Linked DNA regions of Xenopus laevis: region 2 is linked to region 1. The links are chromatin contacts, called in public Hi-C maps. All regions are on one chromosome and are shown on one strand. The core of a region is the stretch at or near the end of the contact, and the rest is flanking DNA. Distances in the headings are between cores, read along the strand shown. Region 1 has its middle 58 kb from the start of nhs.L. Region 2 overlaps nhs.L (NHS actin remodeling regulator L homeolog).

Evidence for each region. A called contact is a pair of places that touch in the nucleus more often than the background predicts.
Region 2: a contact with region 1 is called in a Hi-C map of the XL177 cell line, with 2.4 times the contacts expected there. The contact joins two enhancer-like sites. A contact is called at or near these places in 2 of 4 Hi-C or Micro-C datasets (the XL177 cell line and the XTC cell line).

What each region holds. Positions count from the first base shown.
Region 1 is chr2L:98,742,464-98,749,610 of Xenopus_laevis_v10.1, reverse strand. No RefSeq gene overlaps it. Among protein-coding and RNA genes, the nearest start is that of nhs.L, 58 kb to the left of the region's middle. Within about 2 kb of position 3,975, at least 1 of the 7 cell types and tissues checked has an H3K27ac peak or open chromatin away from gene starts, as enhancers often do.
Region 2 is chr2L:98,822,742-98,829,888 of Xenopus_laevis_v10.1, reverse strand. The region is part of intron 2 of nhs.L (NHS actin remodeling regulator L homeolog); the gene reads right to left. Among protein-coding and RNA genes, the nearest start is that of nhs.L, 22 kb to the right of the region's middle. Within about 2 kb of position 4,213, at least 1 of the 7 cell types and tissues checked has an H3K27ac peak or open chromatin away from gene starts, as enhancers often do.

The sequences.
Region 1 (7,147 bases), core at 2,726-5,225:
AACTGGAATATAAATTTAAGTAAATATTGCCCTTTTATATCTCTTGTCTTGTTTCACCATTTCGTGATGGTCTTTGTGCTGTCTCAGAGATCACCTGACCAGAAATACTACAACAAATACAAGACAAAACTCTGTCTGTTAATTGGCACATGTGACCTAAGAAGTATAGTTTTTTTGGTATGTTTGTGTGCACAGTGAATCGTACGATCCCAGGGGGCGGCCCTTGTTTTTTAAAACAAATTTTCTATTCATGATTACCCAATGGCTCATACTACTAGAAAAGTATATTATTATGAAAATGGTTTATTTACATGAAGCAGGGTTTTACATATGAGCTGTTTCCTGCAATATCTTTTTATAGAGACCTACATTGTTTGGGTGGTATAGTTTTCCTTTAAACTGCATGGAACATTTCACACTAATTGTTATTTAAACTGCATGAGTGCCCCCTACAGAGCACATAATGGACACACATTTTTGGTGCACTACACAATAGTAGTGTTAATGTATGACAAAACAACAAAACTGTTCCTAAAAAAGATGACATGGACGACACAGCATAACAATTTGGATGTCACAGCATAAAACAATGTGGATGTCCTGCTCATTTGTACATCGCTAGTGTGAAGTAATAATAGCCAACAATACTCCTGCATGGAGTAACTCATAACTAGTGAACCCCCTTTATAATATTTTTACTAAAACACATGGGACACCATCCTTATTCCCCAGTTCCATATATAGAAGACTTTGGTAAAATTAACTTGAAAAAATTATCTTTTACTAACATGAAAACTAAATAAGCAGTTTTATGAGCAAATTAACACATTATTTGCTGCACTGAATCAGTTGAAAATAGAAAAATACAGCTAATTATAATTAACAATAATTGTAACCCTTTTCACCTTTTTAACCCTAAGACTTGCATATAACCATTACTTATTTACTATTATCAGACAATGGATGGTACTTATTCAACAAGTGGACGTTTTCAAGGAACTTATATTTGCTTTAATAGTATTTTTTGTTATTCAGTAGCAAGTCAAAAGAGCCATTCGTCCTGGTCACATTAGACACACTTGTACAGTTGATTTCCCTTTTCTGCCCCCCATGGGGACCAATGAAATTTGTAAGTCAATGCTTTTCTATTGAGTAAAGTAAAATATATGGCATCCTCCAAGTTACAGCGGTTCAGAGTATAGATGGTATCAGTAAGAGATGAATGAAGTTAATCAAACAGTCATCAGATAGGAAGTGAAATGCAAGGTGGAACAGCAGAAGACCTGAAATATAGGCAATTAAAAATTAAGAATAGCAACAAACTTGAAGCTTTACACAGTAAATCTGTTTTTTTGTTGCAAGGGTCAACAAGATAGCATTTTGTTGCACAAAAAGTGCAGTTAATTTAGAGTTGAATTGTCCCTTTAACATTTAGGTATGGTAAACCTACCTCTGATTCATTAATATAGGGGAAGTTGGGGGCCTATAATAGCAAGCAGTTTCAGGAAGGGGTATCAAATCTCCTTCCATACTGCCATCCTCAATATTTGGATGTGTTGGAAAAGGGAATGGTAATGGTAAGACAGTAATATATAGAGGAGGTTATTTATAAACAGTGGCCAGATTTGCTCCTGGACAGTAACCAATAGCAACCAATCAGTGATTAGCTTTTTTCAGCCAGGTGGAGGTTGAGCACTGAAAGCAATAATCTAATTGGTTGCCATGGGTTTACAGTTAAGGAGCAAATGTTCCCACTGTTTATAATTGCTCCCCAGAGATATTACTATAGAGGTACATTTTCCCCTGTATTTGAACAGCTTATGTTTGGCTCAGAGTCTATGCTTCAGCCTGGAAACTTTACCTGGGTCATAAGGCTAAACATAAAGGGAGTTGTCTAGTGGTTTGAGCCTGTCTTGCTTTCTCAAAAACCAAAACATGCTAACATGCACATAGGGTGCATGTTAATAGAATTAACAGAACCACCATAAAAATATGTGTAGAGACCCTGAGGGTTAGGCATCTACACAGACAGTTCCCTCTGTAGTTTGGACACCTAAAGTGGTCCTTAGTGAGCCCTGGGTGTAAGACCCTTTTCCTGTTATCAGTAACCTTATCTGGTTCATTGCTTGCCAAGTATGTGGCAGTGTTAAAACGTTTAAAAGGGAGAGCACACATGCTCAGGGCTCCCTTCCTGGATCCCACATTGTGGGGAGGTGGGTACAGAAGTGGGTCTGAGCAGGTGACAGGCCCTGGTTAGGGAACATGTATCTAGTGGTAGAAGTTGAGTTATAGTCTCTTTAGGAGTGAAAGTTAGAGGCAGTGTATTTAGTGAGAATCTTTCTGGCTCCAACAAGGAGAGTAGTTGGGGTTAGCACCCTTGTGGTAATCAAGCTGCCAGACAGGGACACAAGTGGGTGAGCTCAGGAGCAGGGAATGTGCCAAGGAGCAAGATACCCTGTAGGATCCCTAGTGCTGGGGAAGATATACCAAGATAGACTGTACCACCCTGAGAGGGCCTGATCTGAGTTTACCACTACTAAGGGGCACATTTACTAAGTTCGAGTGAAGGATTAGAATAAAAAATACTTCGAATTTCGATTTTTTTTTTGGTTACTTCGACCATCGAGTTGGCTACTTCGACCATCGAGTTGGCTACTTCGACCTTCGACTACAACTTTGACTTTGAATCAAACGATTCGAAGTAAAAATCGTTTGACTATTCGACCATTCGATAGTTGAAGTACTGTCTCTTTAAAAAAAATTTGACCTCTTACTTCGCCACCTAAAACCTACCGAGCACCGATATTAGCCTATGAGGAAGGTCCCCATAAGCTTTCTAGGCAATTTGAGATCGAAGGAAAATCGTTTGATCAAAGGATTTTTCCTACAATCGTTCGAACGAATGAATTGCGGTAAATCCTTCGGCTTCGATATTCGAAGTCGAAGGATTTCACTTCGACGGTAGAATATCGAGGGTTAATTAACCCTCGATATTCGACCAATATTAAATGTGCCCCCAAGTGTACTAAGTGTGAAGGATTTCCACTGTCTGCAGTGAATCTATTTGCCTGACTGCTGCGAGACAGATCCAGTACCATTGTTCAATAAACACATTCATTGGTTTGAAGCAACCCCCTGGACTGTTGTTACTTTCAACCTGGTTGATCTGTGCACCAGGAGACACACAGGATTTACCTAAGGGTATGGTGCTTAAAGGCCCAATACACACTGCTGGGAGTTTCCCACAGCCTAGGGTTATCTGAGATACACTGGCAGCCAGCCACACTACTTAAACACATATCTCAGGCCCACCTACGGATGTGCTACATATTCTATTGGCATTTTTTTTAGATGTAACATTGTACTAAGTAAATGAAATATGTACCATGATTAATGCTGAAAACTATATCATGCATTATCAATACATTCATGAATCACCTGTGGCTGACTAAACTCTGTAAGCATATATGGTGCTTTATCTGTCAAATAATGGGAGAAACTGTAGGGCAGGAAGGGCACACTATGTGACAATTACCATCATCATTACAGGATCCTGTTTCTGTATCATGATAAGCACAGGAGTAGCATTGCCTGAAGGCTCTCTTCTGCTGGGGAATCTCAGCTATGTCCCTTTGTTATATGATACCAGGAAAGCAGTGGAACAAAGTATACAAATCTATATAACACTATTTCACCATCAATTTTTTTTATCTAGGGCAGTAGGACAGTAGGACAACAGGCCATCTTATTAGGGGATTTTCTAAATTGACCTCAATGAACAGACACACTGTAGGTGTACAGTATGTTAAAATATGGCCTCATGCTTCTCTGCAGTTTCAGTAGGGGCACACTCCGTGTCTGCACTGCACTGTCACTTTACTCTGTGTTTTGGCCAGTAATTGGTGGTGTGAATAATATGTTTTACTTTTTAGGGGACTCTATACCCACTGTAAACCTAATTAGATTATAGGAGCACGGTCTCACATCTTATTGTGGCCTCTTTTTCATACGCCATGTTAATAAATTGAAGTTGTGGCCATCAATGCAACCACAGAACCAATTGGTGTCACTGTGCAAAGTCCCCAGCAGCTAAGACCCAACTCTTCCACTGATGTTAAGCTATGGTATCTTTGATAAAATAGATAAAAAACATGGCTGTCTAGACAACACATTGATTGCACAAATCAAAGGTTTTTCGCATCTTTAGTGCATGGCAACCCATAGGATATGAGTCCCTGGGTGCATAAACTTACATCTGTGTTTATTAGAAAGAGTTGATAGCAAAGCTTTGCATACACAATGGCAGCGCAAGATAATACCAAAAAGAAACCCAAAAAAACAGATGCTGTCTTCAGTTTCCTACATCGGCAACATAGCATATAATCTGCACTTGTCTTGTCAAAGCAATTTTATGGTACCAACAAGACACAATAACTACTGTAACCTCACCATGAAATATTTTCTATAAATAGTGTCACATTGTTCCTGGGGTTAGATCAACAGAAATGTAAAAGCATGTACATTCATTATAGGAATGCTTCGACAGATCATATTTCTAGACTTGAGAATAAAAGATGGGTCCTTCCACCCCCCCCCCCCCCACCATGAATATCGCAAATGAAATCATGTGCATTACTCACTCACCCGTCTCCTGTAAAAAGGATTTGGATAGATAGAAACTGACATCTTCATAGTTCACTTGCTTCACTTGGTCTTTAAGAAGGGACTGATGCAAACAAATGGGTTAAAAGGTTCGCGATTGTGTAGTCCATCTGATGGTGCAGGATTCTGCATATTAGCTAAGGATCAAAATGGAATATTTATGAGAACAAGGAATGAAATCTTTAAAATTTGAGTGATTGTACAGGTGATGCCCTAGTAACTTCTGCTATCGATAAATATATGTAAACGCCTGTTGTACTGTAGATAATGAGGTCAAAGTAAATCAAACAAAGATGCTACGGGCTGAGGTCTAGTGCCCTAAGGCAACCTCTTTTGTTTTAGAGTGAGGAGGAGTCTTTTGAAATCTTGAACCCAAGATTTATAGATTATCTTGCCTCCTTCCCCTTCCAATCAGATTCCTGCACTGTAAGAATTGTTATAGACTCTTATTGTTTTCATTACAAACACATACACACAGGATATGCAATCTTATTATTATGCACATTGGAATTCGTATTACAGGATAATCACATACCTTATTACATATATTACATATCCATTATACAGGAATGCCATGTCCAATCCTGTTTAAAAATATATATTTTTTTAATCATTGCTTTTTCTCTGTAATAATAAACATTTCCCTCTACATGATTTTAAACAGTATAAATTCACAATGGCAGAACAATGCTATTGGGCTTTTTAATGAGTTTCTTTTAGTAGCCCTAAGACATGGTGCTTCATATTGTAGGAATTTCCCTTATCCAGAGAATACCATTTCCCCAGTATTCCGTAAGCCACATCAGAGCACCAGGCTTTACTTCGCCTGTGATTTTAAAGGTCATGTCAATATCCTTATATTTTATATATTTTATGAGGTTTACAATATTCCATAAAGGCTGACATTAGAGAGAGATTATACCTCCATGTAATCAGGGTACAACTTCACTTTTGGTCTATTTTAGGCCATTTTTATTGCTTCTAAAACTGATAAACAAAAATCCCTATGTACAGTACCATATTTAAGTCTAAAATAGCAAAAATATCTTTCATACTACATCTCAGTTCTAATAAATTAGTATGTATAGGCAATTAGCAGGGATTGGATGACTTTGTAACAAAGAGATACAGAGAAGAGATGTGTTTAGCTATAAATGTTTATTCCTTTCCCAAAAAAGTATCTTTTTTTCTAAAATGTATGAGGTCACTTTTTATCTCCATGAGACTAAGCTTTACTTTTAAAATCTTTTTAATTACACAAGTGCGTAAGATTTCTGTAACTGACAAATTGTGTAATGACAATGACTTGATTACAACATTCTGTTGCTAATAAATTTTCTGACAATTCTGTAGAGTCTTTATCTATCAGCTAAACTTGAAACATATAGGGGCACATTTACGTGTGTTTTTTCTGACAAATTTTCGCTAAAAAGATAATTCGCAGTAACTATTTACTAAAAGGCGAGTAACACACTATGCTAGCGAATTACCTTATTGATGGAGTTTCGTCATTGTAAATTGTAAATTCATTTATTTACCAAAGTGTTAAAATTTTACAATTCGTTACCCTTTTTCGTTACCTATTCTGAATAATACAATGAAGCTACATCCTCAACATTGTCAGTGACATCATATCCTGTATTCCAAAAAAGTCATAAGCAAGAGTCAAAACGCTGGCGTTTTGTCATATTTAGGGTGTTATTTATCAAAGGTCAAATGTTAGAGATTTTTATACCTCAGATGAACATGAATGAATTCGAATTATCTCACAACTTGAATGGTTTCTTATTTAGAGGTAATGTAAAGGCAAAAAAATATTTTTCCCATTTTTACTTAATGAAAAAGAAACCTATCTCCAATGTCTACCATTTTTATGACAAACCTGACTGTATGCAATAAAATTCCCCTTTCATTTACTTGCTCCGGCTGCTTTTGATAGGAAACTTCAGACAATCCCTAACTGCTTTGCAGGGAAATGATCATACTTTCAAGCAGCAGGGGGAGCCCCTCCCACCTTACTTCACAGAATGTGAGCAGCTTTGTTTGTTTTCTTGTAGAGCAGCCAGCGACTGTTTAAAGATTCGCATCTTTAGCAGTCAGAGCAAGCAAAAACTAGAGTGGGAAAAACTTGCTTCAGTATTCTGGCAAAACCCTCCAAAAAAAACTTGAACATCATGAAGCCTATTAACATCGTCAAGTGGTTCAAGGGACCTATGCCATTGACTCCTTCATGACCTAGACAGGTTTTTGATGGTGTATTTTCAGATTCAAGCTATTTTTTTTTAAATATTTGAAGCTCATGCTTAGGACAATAGAGGATCTCTGTCTTCCTTTTGCATCCTTGGACATTTTTAAAAAGAAGTGGCCCCTTCCAGCAATTTAACCAAAATCACTAATAAATATATACATATGAACTTTATTTACCCACTGACTCATGTGTAAGTTGATTAAGTTTCCCTAGGAAGGAAGTAACACTAGAGAAATT
Region 2 (7,147 bases), core at 2,964-5,463, 80 kb before region 1:
TTTCATTTAATTATGGGTTGAGTTGTACCATTTCTGAAAGATATTTCAGTCAAAAGTTACTGGGGATGGTGGGCCTTGGACAAATGGCTCTGATTGTTCCAGCAACACCACTTTAGCCCCACTTTTAGCCCTGTCACATATAGAACTTTAATCTAAAGTTTTCTATATGGGATACATCTTCTCCATAGACAGGCAGAGAAATAAGAAGAATTTTAGTGACCCTAACTTGAGCAGATCTCTATAAAGAAGGAAGTAGAAGGTCAGGCCAGAGTGTGAAACATAAACCATGTCCAAAAAACAAGAACACTATTGTATTACTTCCAGAGACAAGAAAATGACAGGTTTCTGCTTACTGCCGAACTCAACTGTATCAGTATTCTATCAAATTTAAAGGCACAACTTTATGCAGTCTTTAAATATATTCCTCCAAATCAGTATTTTTGCAGTGTATTCTTAAAGGGATCCTGTCATCGGAAAACATGTTTTTTTCAAAACGCATCAGTTCTACTCCAGCAGAATTCTGCACTGAGATCCATTTCTCAAAAGCGAAAACAGATTTTTTTTTTTTATATTCAATTTTGAAATCTGACATGGGACTAGACATTTTGTAAATTTCCCAGCTGCCCCAGGTCATGTGACTTGTACCTGCACTTTAGGAGAGAAATTCTTTCTGGCAGGCTGCTGTTTTTCCTTCTCAATGTAACTGAATGTGTCTCAGTGGGACATGGGTTTTTACTATTGAGTGCTGTTCTTAGATCTACCAGGCAGCTGTTATCTTGTGTTAGGGAGCTGTTATCTGGTTACTTTCCCATTGTTCTTTTGTTTGGCTGCTGGGGGGGGGGAGGGAGGAACTTGCAGTACAGCAATAAAGAGTGATTGAAGTAGAGCACAAGTCACATGACTTGGGGCAGCTGGGGAATTGACAAAATGTCTAGCCCCATGTCAGATTTCAAAATTGAATATAAAAAAATCTGTTAGCTCTTTTGAGAAATGGATTTCAGTGCAGAATTCTGCTGGAGCAGCACTATTAATTGATTCATTTTGAAAAAAACATGTTTTTCCCATGACAGTATCCCTTTAAAGTCAGATGTTAGAGAAAGACCCTGCCTGCCTTGCACTACATGTTCTTTATTTAGTAGTGTGAAACCACATGGTTTTCATGAAGATGAATCTTAAGTAGGCCAAGTCACTTTTGGAGAGTCTTTCATTTAATATTCACAACTGACCTGTTTTATTCCACAGAGGGCTGAGTAAAAAGTTGGTTGAAAAGCCACCGTCAGGCTTACTGGGAATTTGTAGTTCCTTAATGCTGTGCCCTGAAGCACTGTGCACATAAATGATTGATTCTAAGATACAGCCGCTGTCTAGCTTGCTCAGCATAGGATGGGGATATATTGCTCAGGTAATGTCTGTTTAGGTGCACATGCTTTCTATGGTAGAAAAGGCTAACTCCCAAATCTCCTAGGCTCTTAAATAAATACACACACAAACACACACAATAAAGGAATCGTCACAATTTAGGGTAGGGGCACACTGGGTGATTCAGGGAGATTTATTCGCCTGGCGACTAATCGCCTCGTCTTTGCAGCGCCCAATCTCCCTGAACGCCTTCTCTCTGTCTTGCGTTAGCTATAATGAAAAATCGACTGCGATAAAGCACACGCGGCGCTTCGTTTTCTGAAGTCGCCCGAAGTTGCCTCACGAGGAAACTTCGGGTGACTTTGGAATACAATTTTTCATTATAACCCTTGTATTGTAGGTTGCTGGGAGTGTTTCTGGGTAGCTGGAGGGATACAGATTAAGGTTTATATTTTTAGGGACCCCCTCTTATCTGATTCACCCCTGATTGGGTGTAGCAATCAGGTGTAGGAAACTAAAGCCTACTTGTAACCTCACTACACTGATCACCCTAGATTAAAGGTCACATGACCTGATACAAAAAATATGAAAAATATGGTTTAAATATATGTAGGAATGGTACAGCTCATCTATTTTATACCTAACCCTAATCTCTTCTTCAAAAAATTGCAGATTTACAGCATCATTCAGTCATTAAGTGTTTGCCTTCTTCTGCACATCTAGGAAAAGCTCTACCAATTTTCACAGTTATTGCCCCTGCCATTAAGGTGTAGTCTTTGATCCATAGCAACTGGTGTGCTTGCTCTGCTTTCTGTCAAGGAAGGGAGAGATACTGTTCTATGCACACACACTGCTGTCTGTTAAAAGAGTCTATTAAAGATAAAAAAATAACATACTGTCATGATCATTATGTGGGGGAGTACAAATATCCAGTGGTGTAATTAGATGTTACTGGGCCCCACAGCAAATTCTAAAACAGCGGAACCTTCAGTTCAGCAAATATTTGTTGTTAACAGCCCTTAAAGGCAGGTAATCCTGGAAACAACTTAAATTCCCCTAGAGATGCCCCATTTTATATGCCCCGAATGTAATGAATGTATTGCAAGTAAACATAGATGAAGTTTGTATTTGCTTCGGTAACATAATCAAAGCTTGAGTAATCAAACATAGCAACTATTGTAAGAAAAATACTGCACAAACAATGCAGAAATAATATAATGACATAGGGTTAACAAAACCATAATCTTAAGCAAAATATAGGCACTAGTAACTGTGTAAAACCTCCACAATCAGACTTGTCAGACCAACCCCATTCAGAATTTCCACCTTCTGTTAGCTCTGGTTAATCCGAGGCAGTTTCACTTGTTCCAGCTTCATATAACTTGTTGACACTTGTTGGGTTAATTATATCTCTTTGACATACACATATATAAATTTGCATAACAATAGTGCACGATTCATTGTGCTCCTTTGGTCTGGACAGGATAAGTCAGCTAAAGAACAGATGGCAAGTGGGCGTAAGTCTTAGGTCTATAATTCCCTAAAATGAAATTTTAAGAAATGGCTTTGAGATGAGTAGCTTTCATCAGGCAACTGCTGCTTGGAATTTCTTTTATCCATAATCCTCTGAGGCCATGTTCATATCTCTATAGCATGGATTTGCGGTACCAGCCTTGCTTTAATGCTGATTTATCAACAGATTTGTGCTAGAATCACAACCTATAACCAGTCAAGCTTAAAATAATCAATACCTACAATTATTTAATACTTGCTAGTTCCATTATCATTAATTATAATTAATAGGTATATATGACAACGTCTTATATAAGCATGACATTCGCTGACATGCCCACAAGGGTGGTCATTCATCATTAATAGGCAATGATTTACAGGACTTGTGAAATAATGGAAGGACAAATACAAACCTTCAGGTAACCTTCTTATATTGGCAAACTTTCTCTTTTAGTAATAGCAAAATGCACTACAGCAGGACTGGCAGGCTAACCTATATAGTATATATCTAATAGCCAAACTATTTCCTTTTATGTCCTCTTAAAGAAACTGTGTTCTCCTTTTTGTGATGCAGTTGTTGGTATGTTCCACTCCTTAACTCACAAGCAGGTTTACTGATACATGAAAATGTTCTTTTAGGGGGTTATTTAATCAAAGTCTGAATTTATTGCATTGTTTTCTGAAATAAACTCCAACCAAATCTGCACAGGTTATTTCCCCTTAAATTTTTGGATTTTTGCATGAAACCCAGCTCAGATCAGGATATCTTTGGGACTTCTCCCATTGACTTATATACAACGTTGGCAAGTCTGAGATGCCGGATTTTCAGATTCTGACTTTTTCCATCCTTGGGGTATAATAAATCCAAATTAGTTTTTTCAGTTTTTTGGCATTCGGAAATTAATAAATAACCCCCTTAATCATAAAATTCCGAAACAGAAAATCTATTTTTAAATATATTATATTTATATTATATTTAGACATAGATATATAGATTGACTTTACCCTAAATGTTATCCTATTGATTTCTGTTTGGGTCCTCTATAAATTGTCAGACTGGTGGGCAGTCCCATAGTTTAGTAAAGTCTGCTTCAAACTTTTGTGTCATATACATAAAAACAGGTATAAATTAGGCCTGTCTGTTAGTAAATCCAGATATTAATGGCACTGTGGTTAGTTTTGGTGCCATGTTCCACTGGTGTCCTTCCTTCTGTTTTGTCCAAGGTCCTTGTTAGCTCTATGTTTGGATGGGTTGCCTCATTTAATCCAAAGGTTAACTGGCTTCTCATGAAACTGCTTCTAGGGTTTATATGCCTAGTTAGGGAAATAGATTGTAAGCACCACTGGAGCTGGGAAGGAAGTGAATGATTAAACATTCTTTGCAAAGAGCTGTGTAAATAAAGCATAATACTAGGAGACTGGAGTGAGAACACTTTAACCACCACTCCCAGCAGGTGCTCGGTGCTCAAGGGGAATAAGGAATGGGGTTTCCATATCAGTCAGGACTACTTGTTCACAGCTGTTGTTTATGCCAGTGCATACTGTATATGGACTACACAGCAGTGCTATTAAAGAACTAACTTGCACCTTTCTTTAAAAATGCATATGTTGAAAGATGTATTGTATCAACTAAATTCCGATGAAATAAGCTATTCAATGCTATCCTATTGCAGTTGAAAAGATAGTCGATGGATTCTGGACATATGCCACTTTATTCTAAAGTGACATTTAATCTTTATGCAGTTTCTTTCTGCACAATGGTAAACTTGGGGAAATTTACAGCTTTTTTTGTTTTTTTTGTTGAAATGTTGTAGTATAGATATATTTTTGTAATGCAATCTGTAATGCAAATGTAAGGCTTTAGATGGCCTTATGAAGAGGTTGGCCACTTGGTTAAGGTTCATTAGCAGTTCCTGCATGTTTATTTCCACTAGATCTGGTCTTCTGCTAGTGTTTGAGCTTTTGAAATCACCAGGCACCACCTGCGCAGGGAGAGCTGAGATACTTTATACTGTCAATAAGCTGTTAAGGAACTAACATCTGTGGCATAGCTTGTGGTTGCTTAAACTTTTTTATAATGAAATTGGAAAAGCACAGGTCAATCAGTAAAAACATCAGTAAACACAACAGTGAACATCCCTCCAAAACACTAGCAGGCTGTTAATAAGAATAATACGTAACAGAATTAAGATAAATAATAATGAAAACCATGCACCAGAACAGAAAATCATTGTCTGTCTGTGAAATTGCTAAACCTAAGCCACATAAAATCAAATGCATGCAAAGTATATAGTCACAAAACATTTATTTCACTGAAAGATGCAGAGAAATAGTATGGTGATATGTGTTTTACCCTTTAGTAGCGCAGAGGTCTAAAATATATTATATAGTGAGCTGTTTTGACCAGACGCAGTGCAGACTGTAGTAATTACCAGCAGAGGGCGAAAATGTTCTGACTCAGAACACAGCTTAGTTAAGCTCCCCTACGGGGAATGTAATTAATCAAATTGTCTCTTTTAAAAAGTCCTATGTAAACATATAATTAGCAATTAAACCTGGATATTTATGGAAAAAATAGGACACAAAAGAAAAAGAAAATAAAAGCAAAATTGTTTGCTTGCTCCAGTGTACCATATTTCCAGAATTACCCTGCATTTGGATGTCTGTGTAGGGAAAATTATGAGCACAGCCAAAGGGCATATAAAGGGCACTTAGCACAAATACAAGGATTGTCAATGAATTAAGGGTCTTATATTTCAAGAAAGAAAACATTTAGTACATCTTTTGAAATGTCTCATTCATCCTGATATCCTGACAATTCTTACAAATCCTAAAAATCAGCATACTATGTGCTACATCATTAATAAGCTATTAAACTTCTATAACCATATATAACGGATTGAACCAATGCACATAGTATCACCTAGCATGGCTTGGAAAGGATCTGCTTAATAAAAACAAATATAGCATTTTTGTTTGAACTGGTTGTATTACATTTCAATACTTAGGGCAACTGTACTTTCATAATTCCATTATCATTTATATTTGCCCAATGAAAATATTGTAAGGTAAATGTACTGTATATTCCACTTTCTTTTCTTTCCTTTGTTTTTGTTTCTGTCCGCCCTAAATCAGACTTCATTGTCTATCAAACATAGTTTTCTCATCCCACAGGCCTGCTATTATTCTTATTTTCCTGGTATTTACATAGCGCTGACACATTGACATTGATTATACATCATCCATATCAGTCCCTGCCCCAGTGGTTCTTATAATCTAAGGTCCCTGTTATAATTTGGCTTCTTTCCAATGGGCCATAAGTAGGTAAAAATGCATGGAAATGGATAGAATAGACCCAGTAGGAAAAAACACTCTACATTTACTCATAGTCGAGACAGACATTTTTGACGTGTAATTTTATAAAGTAATCTTGCACTCATTTGATCTAAACAACTATATTATAGTATATTATACCAACCTATATTTTTGGTTTCATGGTGACAACTGTTTTTACTACCATCCTTAGTTACACCTGGGTTATTAGTTCCACACTGAAGGTTCTGACCTCTGATCTATGACCCCTGGTTCATGTTTCAATATGGCTTCCTTTCTCTGATTAAAGTACCAAGAAAGATCAGAGCTAGTAGCTGTTAACCTTAACCTCATTAACTGGATTTTTCTGACAAGCTGTTCTGTTTCACTATTTGTATCATTAACAAAAAGGAATAAGTAGAAAAAAAAACACAAAGCAAAAAGCTATTTCTTCTAGTACATTACACTGACTTGACTTGCACTCCTAATTACTAAGAATTAACAACAAACTACAAAAACTTGCTAAAACTTAAGACGCGCTTAATTATCTATGGATCTCTCGTTCTATATCAAATGTGCACAGATATCAGTACTAAATTCATTTTTAATTTTGCATTACACATGTCTATCTATCTAATATGAAAATATATTTTTCTAGATTTTATTTGGTAAAAGCCACAGTTTTGTCCAGCCTCTTTATTTACCAATTCCAGGGCCAGGTTACAGTTGCAAGCGCAGCAGCCCCCATATGTAAACCACTGGCACAATAAGCATAGCTATAATCTAGATGCCTCTAATTAAATCAAAGTTCTCAATATATACAAATACAGTGGGTTTTGGATTATTTAGTGTGTAATTTTTGGACAATTCTCACTTCATTGTGTGATAAATATGACCCTATGAACAATATTGGCACATGCAATAGTAATACATTTTCATTTGTAAATGAAAGTCAAACATTTCT